Regions from separate parts of the Columba livia genome. Here region 1 is linked to region 2. Evidence: chromatin contacts called from public Hi-C data. All regions are on one chromosome and are shown on one strand. Each heading gives the region's core, a stretch centred on a gene start, on an enhancer-like site or on the middle of the called end of the contact. The rest is flanking DNA. Distances are from core to core; before and after follow the strand shown. Region 1 overlaps NECTIN1 (nectin cell adhesion molecule 1). Region 2 holds the start of NECTIN1 (nectin cell adhesion molecule 1).

Evidence for each region. Hi-C and Micro-C count contacts between places; a contact is called where the count stands out from the background.
Region 1: a Hi-C map of liver shows a contact between it and region 2, with 5 times the contacts expected there. The contact joins the enhancer-like site here to the promoter of NECTIN1 in region 2. A contact is called at or near these places in 2 of 2 Hi-C or Micro-C datasets (crop and liver).

Annotation. Positions count from the first base shown.
Region 1 is chr24:1,775,721-1,779,097 of bColLiv1.pat.W.v2, reverse strand. All of the region lies in intron 5 of NECTIN1 (nectin cell adhesion molecule 1), which reads right to left. Among named protein-coding and RNA genes, the nearest start is that of NECTIN1, 52 kb to the right of the region's middle. Within about 2 kb of position 1,702, at least 1 of the 3 cell types and tissues checked has an H3K27ac peak away from gene starts, as active enhancers do.
Region 2 is chr24:1,722,933-1,726,581 of bColLiv1.pat.W.v2, reverse strand. NECTIN1 (nectin cell adhesion molecule 1) reads right to left here and starts at 1,657. Exons shown (of 9, transcript XM_065040277.1): 1 at 888-1,657. The coding sequence starts at 969.

The DNA.
Region 1 (3,377 bases), core at 453-2,952, 52 kb before region 2:
GCTTTTTCACTCCTTCCTTTGCTGAAACATCATCCCAACAACAGCAGCTCGGTTTCTGCAGTGCTGACTTGCCCCGTGCAAAGCCTCACGAGCCTGAAACCGCACACAGCACAGCACACCGGGCAGAGCGGGCTGGCGTACAGGCAGATGGAGGGGCTCCCTGCTGCAGCCACAATGAGAAGCAGGACATTGTGCAGGCAGGAACTAGCATCTCTTTCCAAAGACAGCCTCCGAGAGCAGGAGCGAGGGCATGTATTTCAGCACAGGGAGGTGCGACTGGGTTCTGGAAAGCCAAAACCACATGTTGCATCCACAGAAGGCTTGTCATAGCCAGCTGGTTAATGCAAAGCTTCTCTGCAGAGACAGCAAGAAATGTCACGTCCATCCCCTGGTAGTCTTGGCTGCTGAGGGCTCAATTTAATCAACCCAAGGATGTGTGCAGCCCTTGCACTTGCTCCCCCTGCCCATGCCACATTCCCAGGCCTGCCCCTTGCCATCGCAGCCTCTGCAACCCCGTGGAGCTCCATTTCCAAAACTGTGCACAAAGCAGGGGTTCACCTAGAGCTTAAGTAAGTGTATGTAAAGGCCAACGAGCTGGCTCAGACTCCAGGGGCTGTAACTTTGATTTTCCCCCACCCACAACTCCAATCTGAAGCCTCCTTCTACCTCACTTTTCCCCACAGCAAGGCTGATTCTGTGCACTGTGGGTCCCAACATCCCACCCTGAAAAGACCCAGACACAGTGTGCATGCTGGGGACAGCCATACTGAGCCCCCCTGCCTCCCAGCTCTGGAAAACAGGCAGATCTGAGACAAGTCTGTGCACAAAACCAAAAGCAGCTTGGCCCACTTTTCTATGAAAAGCCTCATTAACAGATGAAGTGAAAGGGGGGGATGTTTTTCTACCTTTCTAATATATATATATATATATGTATATATATATATATATATGTATATATATATTTTTCCTGCCCTTTGTGCTGCTCATCTTCACGCCACCCCCCCCGCCACCGCCAATGCCGTGGACACGACAACTAACATGCCGCTGTTCTGGATTTCACATGTTCAGGGAAGGAACTATTTTCTGCTCAGAACCCATCCCCGTCCTCCCCGCGGTGGCCCAGTTCCCATGCCAGAGAAAACAAAACCGAACTGTGGGAAGAGCGTGAAGATCGCAAGCCAGCAGCCGAAATCATCCCCCTCCCTACCCACACGCTCGTCCACCCACCACTCCCCCCGCAGCCTGGAAAGGCGAGCGGCTCTGCGGGTGCGGCCGGGGGATGTGGCTGAGCCCCTGTTTTTGGGGCGGTAGGACCAGGCGGGAATGGGCGGCCCGGGGGGGCAGCGGGAGCGGGCGGGCTCGGCCCGGCACCGCCGCTGGAGGGCGGCACAGACCGCCGCTGCGCTGCGGCGAGCCCGCGGGGGGGTCCCCGGGCCGGGCTCCGCCACAAGGTCCCCTTGGGGAGGGCCGGTGGGGTGCAGCGTGCCACCCCCCGCCTCTGCCCCGCAGCTGGCTCCCTTTGATTTGTCCCTCCAGCCCTGTCCCCGGCACACCGCGCAGCTGCCGGGCACAGCCTGGCACATCTGCAGCCCTTTGCCACAGCGCCCCGGTGTCCAACAGCCAGGTTAATGAATGGTTCGGGACAGCTGCGGCTCCCGGCGGGTGTTGCTCCGCACGCATCCATTGCTGTCAGTCCCACAAAGGGGGATTTACCCCGCTGCCCGCGGAGTTTCGTGCCTGGGGTGCAAAAGAGAGCGCAAGAGCAGCCTGGGGAGAGAAGGGGAAGTGTGGGAAAAGGATCCCCTTTTTGTGTTCGAGGGGTGCGTGAAATTTCTGGAAACTGGTGCGATGCCTGAGTGTGCTGGGGGCCCCATGTGAAAAATCCATTAGGAAGAGTCTGGAGAGAATTAAAGCCGCTGTGAGAAGTGGACTGGAGAAACAGGAGACAGCAGAGTTGGAGGGAGGGGGAACAAGCTAGGCTTTAATTCCAGCATAAAAAACCAAACATTTCCCACCCCCTCCTGCTGTATGAATAGGAATTAAAGCAGCAACACTATCTGCCCACTGCCCGGCTCTGCCAGCTGTTGCATTCAGCCCGGCTTCCTGTCCCCATACCAGGAGCTGGACCTCTGGGGCGGCAGCTGGGAGTGCAGAGAGATGGGGGTTGCCCTGGGCTTCACGCTGGCACCCGGCCCAGCCCACAGGTTCTCTTTGATCCCTCCATTCAAGGCGAGAGGGCTCCAGCATCCTCCTGCCTTCTCCCTGCAGCACCCAGAGGCACAGCACTGCTGCCACTGCAGACGAATCAGGCTTTCCCCATCACAAGAGTGCCTTCAAAGATACACATTTTAAAAATCACATCTTTCTTCTAACGACTGGTTTTTTAAAAAAAAAAAAAGAGTATGCAAATCATCCTGCCACTCCATCAGTCCTTTATCTAATTCTTTCTGAACCCACTGGCCAGTTTCAGGGCTATCTGAGAAGACAAGGAGCCAAAATTATCCCTATCATAAAGTTCTTGGAGAGAGCTAGAGTGGAATCCCTGGGAGAGGTGGGAGCTAAACCTCATTAGACATCACAGAACCCACAGGGACAAGAAGCTGTTCCCAAGGGCAGGAAGGGCCCAGAATAGAAAAAGCGCATTTCCAGGCACCAAGTAATTCTATGAAATGCAGATCCACAGGAAACCAGCTTTCAGAAGCCCTTGTGCTCATCACACTGCTTAGATATTTTAAAAGACACCACTTCCTGTGGACACATTTTTTCTTGAAGTCACATTTCCATTCTTTTCCCTTCAATCATAAGGGTCAAGGAAAAACCCAGCACCAGCTGAGATTCTCGCTGTAGCCATGGGCATGTAGGAAAATGTCAAACTCCATGAGAAATTACCTTTTGGACATGTGTCAGCCCAAGCTGCTCCTTGCACGAAGCTCCTCCAGAGCCTTGCAAAGTCAAACACCCGCTGCAATGGGAAGCTGGGGGGACTTGGGCTGGCTCCAGCCAGGGTGAGCAGCAGGAACCTTAAAGTCAATGGGCTCATGGAGCTCCCCAGATGGCCTCAGCAAATACAGTGGTGGTTTTTTTATATGGCAGATTGCTGATGGCAACTTTCCCTGCCAGTGCAGTCCATGGCAAATTATCCCAGGACTTTGACCCACTGTGTTAATAGATATGTACATAAATGAAGATAGGGAGATAGCTGTGGACCCGCCTTAGCCCAGACTGGGCTGCAATTTGAGAAGCCCGTAGCACTGCTGTCCTTTTTCCTTCACAACAGCCCTTGCACCTATGCATGCCCACCTCTGGCCCCAAGGGATCGTGCTTTTCCTCTCCCTACCCGGGATTTCTACTCTCCTTGTGTGGAGCAGGATGGGGGG
Region 2 (3,649 bases), core at 408-2,907:
TCAGTTCATTCACAAGCGCTGTAAACCCAAACACTGGACCCCTTCCACGTCTCCAACAGCCGACTCCAGCATTAACCCATTCTGCACTGGAGCAGAATAAGAGTCTCCCCCAGGGCACTTCAGAAAGTGGGTCACTCTCCCGTTTCTAAGAGCTGTGCTAGAGCCCAGGGCAGGACCAAGCCCTGGGGTGGGGACACATGGGCTGTTCTGCAACCACCAGGGTAGTTCGAATGAGCTGCGGAGAAGTCAATCCAAATCTTTGCCCATCTCCTCCTTTCCAGGGATGGATCAAAACCAAAGGGATGGATCAGATGCCATCAGGCATCCAAGTGTAAAAGCAGTGAAAGGAAGGTCTGAAACCTGTAAGCAATCCAATCTCTCTGCAAAAGAGCCCGTGGGAAGTGTTTGTGTTGAGGGGAGTGGGGATTTTAGGGGTGCTGGACAGCTGAAACCTTCCATCTCTCCTTCTGAAACATCTGTGCTCATTACCCAGCCCTGTGGCTCCCTTTCCCGGGAAGCCTGGCTGCTATGCCTCGCTAGACGCTGCTCGATCCAAAAAGCAAACAAACCGCCTCAGCTCCCAGGACTCCGGAGCCCACTGCCTGCAGCTGCTTCCAAAACAAACAATCGGGTGTTGTTCCTCTCCAAGCCAAGGATGAAATCGTCCCCGATTTTCTCCCACCCTCACGCAGATGCTTCCACACCTGCTCCAGACCTGGACGGGCACCCCAAAAAGCCGATCCCATCCTTCCCCGCCTCTCCACAGCCCTTCCCGCAGCCCTTCCCCGCGTCGGCACCTCGTAGCCCTCCTCAGGGGCTGCTCCGACCCCCGCAGCGCTCCGGCAGAGCCCACCGCCTCCTGGGGGGACCGACCGGCAGCGGCTCACCTGGTAGGAGCGCGGCCGCCAGGATGCAAACTCCGATAGTCCACCAAGATGCACAGCAACTTGTCTGCAGCTGTGAAGCCATGAGAGTTCCTTAGAAGAAATGGGCAGGGGTCGGTCTGGTAGCGTCCCTGGGCCCCCCCACCCTTCCCGCCTTCAGTGATTTTCAGGTCTGCTTTAAAAAAAAAGGTTTAAAAAATGTAGGTGCAGGAGGACAAAGAGGTGGCGCGCCCAGCAGGCGAGCCGGCGGGAGGACGGGCGGCCGGAGGTACGCTCCGCACATCCGATGGGGCCCTGGGGCTCGGCGGGGCGCGGAGCCCCTCTCCGCGGGCGCGGGGCGCTCCGGCCGGCTGCGGGCGGCGCGGCAGCGCGGGTGCCTCCCTCCGGGAGCGAGCACGTCCGCAGAGCTGGGCGAGTGAGAAAGGGAGGGGGAAAATGTAATTTGGGAAAAAAAAAAACAAAAAGGAAGACTGGGGGGAGGAAGAACAAATAAAGAAAAGCGAGGGAGAGCCCTCCGCGGGCTGATGCCGCCGCTCGCAGCGCGGCGGTCCCGTGGCTCCGGCGGCGGGGCTCGGCAGCCCCCGCCCGCTGCCTGCCCTCCGCTTCGCGGGCCGCCGGCGGCGCTCAGGCGGCGGAGGTGGCGGCGGCAGCGGGCCGGCTGCGGTGCTCCATGGCCGGGCGGGGGGCGGCGGCAGCGGGCCGGCCGCGGGGCGGGGGACGCGGGCTGCCCGGGCTGCGCGGCACGGTCGCTCGCACACGCACACAGTCCCGGGCGGGGCGGCGCTCACCCTCTCCTGCGTGATGTCAGTGCACAGCGGAAGGAGGGCGCAGCGTTAACCCTTTGCCTGCCGCGCAGCCCGGGCTGCCGCCACCGCGGGCCGCGCTCCGGCACCGCGGGGATGGCCGCTCCGCGGGGCCGCGCCCGGCTGCGGGGTGCGCCCGGCTGCGGGGTCTGCCCGCCTCGGCCCCGCGGGGTGAGGGGGGACAAGGTGCCCCCGCCTCGCCCCTCGCCTCCTCTCCCCTCCAGCCGGCTGCTGCTGGCAGCTGTCTTTTGTTCGGCGGGTGTCCGGCGTGCGTGCGGGGGACAATCTCGGAACCCAGGGCACCTCTCTGTTGGTTTCCTAAGGTGCTTTTTAGGCTGTTTTTCTGCACCCAGGTTTTGTGGACTTGAGAGACTTGTTTTCGGAATTCCCTTACGGATGGTGGAATGCCTGGGCCGTGGCTGCTGGCAGTGGCAGCAGCCTACCTATCTGGCCATTGATACGACATATAAAAATACCTTCTAGAAACCATGTGCAAAATAGACATCGCTATCATATGGAATCTAGATTTACACTCACAAATGCTTTGGATGTAGATACTGTGTAATATACAGCATTTTCATGGGACCTACTGAAAGAAGGAGCTTGTTCTGGACACATTCTGTGTGCACCGAGAAGCGAGGAGATTCAGAATCAGCACTGAAGGAGGGAGGCACTGCTTTGCTGTGCTTTGTGACAGCCCTTATTATGTGGACACAGACACAGCCTTTGTGGATCTTTTGCTAAGGAGGTATTTAGCCTACTAATGCCAGCTCCTGAGCTGGCCTGGCCTCCACAAGGATGCTGAACCCCAAACAAAGATGTGAACAACAATGACAACAACCAACAACAAAGTCATGTTGATTTCAAGCTCCATTAGAACAACACAGGAACAAATCAATGCCTGGCAAGCAGAAAAGGACAGAATCAGTGGGGAAGGATACCACACAGGAGAAGGGAAGGGGGGGCAGCCAGCAGCTATAAAAAGATACCTCTAAGGACCCCTCCAGCAGTCTCCTCCTCCTTTTAATTCCTTTAGAAGTTAATTCCTGTTCAAGGGAAGGATGGGCAGCTCTGTAACAAAGCGGATTAGCCACATACAAGGTTTGTTCCGAAATAACAAAAGTTATTACGTAGTAATGAGGTTTAGTTAATAGATTCACAGACTTCAAGAGCACTGGGATTCATTCCTCTGGATATCCTGCTTGCAGAGCAGAGGCTGCTGAACTTGCCTCCATGATTCCACATCCTGCCTCTTCTGTAAAGCTGCAGGACCACAAACCCCTGACCTTGTGCACAGGCAAGCTATGGAGATCTTCAAGAATCCTTGCAACAGTTGTTTCAGTGGTTGGTTTTTCCACCCTTGCAGTGTTTATCTGGCTTCAACTCGAATCCATAAAATCTCATAATCTCCTTTTTCATCTCCATCGAAGAGGTACCTCCTGTGAGATATTACTCCCCTGGGCAGGTCTCTCGAAGTTGCCATCAAGTGCCTCACATTACACAGTGTTCCAAGTTATATTTTGCCCAATGTTGTACTCTGCTGTCTACCTTTTAATGTATTGCCACTGGCACCAGAGCGAGCCTCCGTTGAGATGCATGGGCCAGACCTCAGCACTAGTGTGTTAAGCCTTCTGCAAACCCAGGCAAAGACATCTTGGGTTGGTTACCCTCACTTCACAGACTCAGGGCTTCCCTCACAGGCCCAGCAAATAGGGGTTCTCCTCCGTGAAAGGAAGGAGAATAGCCAAAGCTGTGATTGTGCAGTACACCAGGCAGGTCTGTTCGCCCCCTTGGCAACCCTTTAGTGCACTGCATGGCGTGGGGAGCAGTGACGGTTTGGCAAACACTCAAATTGCCCGAGATGTTCACTATGAGGGCTAGGATGGGGAGCGCTGTTCCTGGCGGCTTGTGGGTGACACAGAACAGACATGGCAAATACGTTACGTTTCCCCCCTGGTTTGT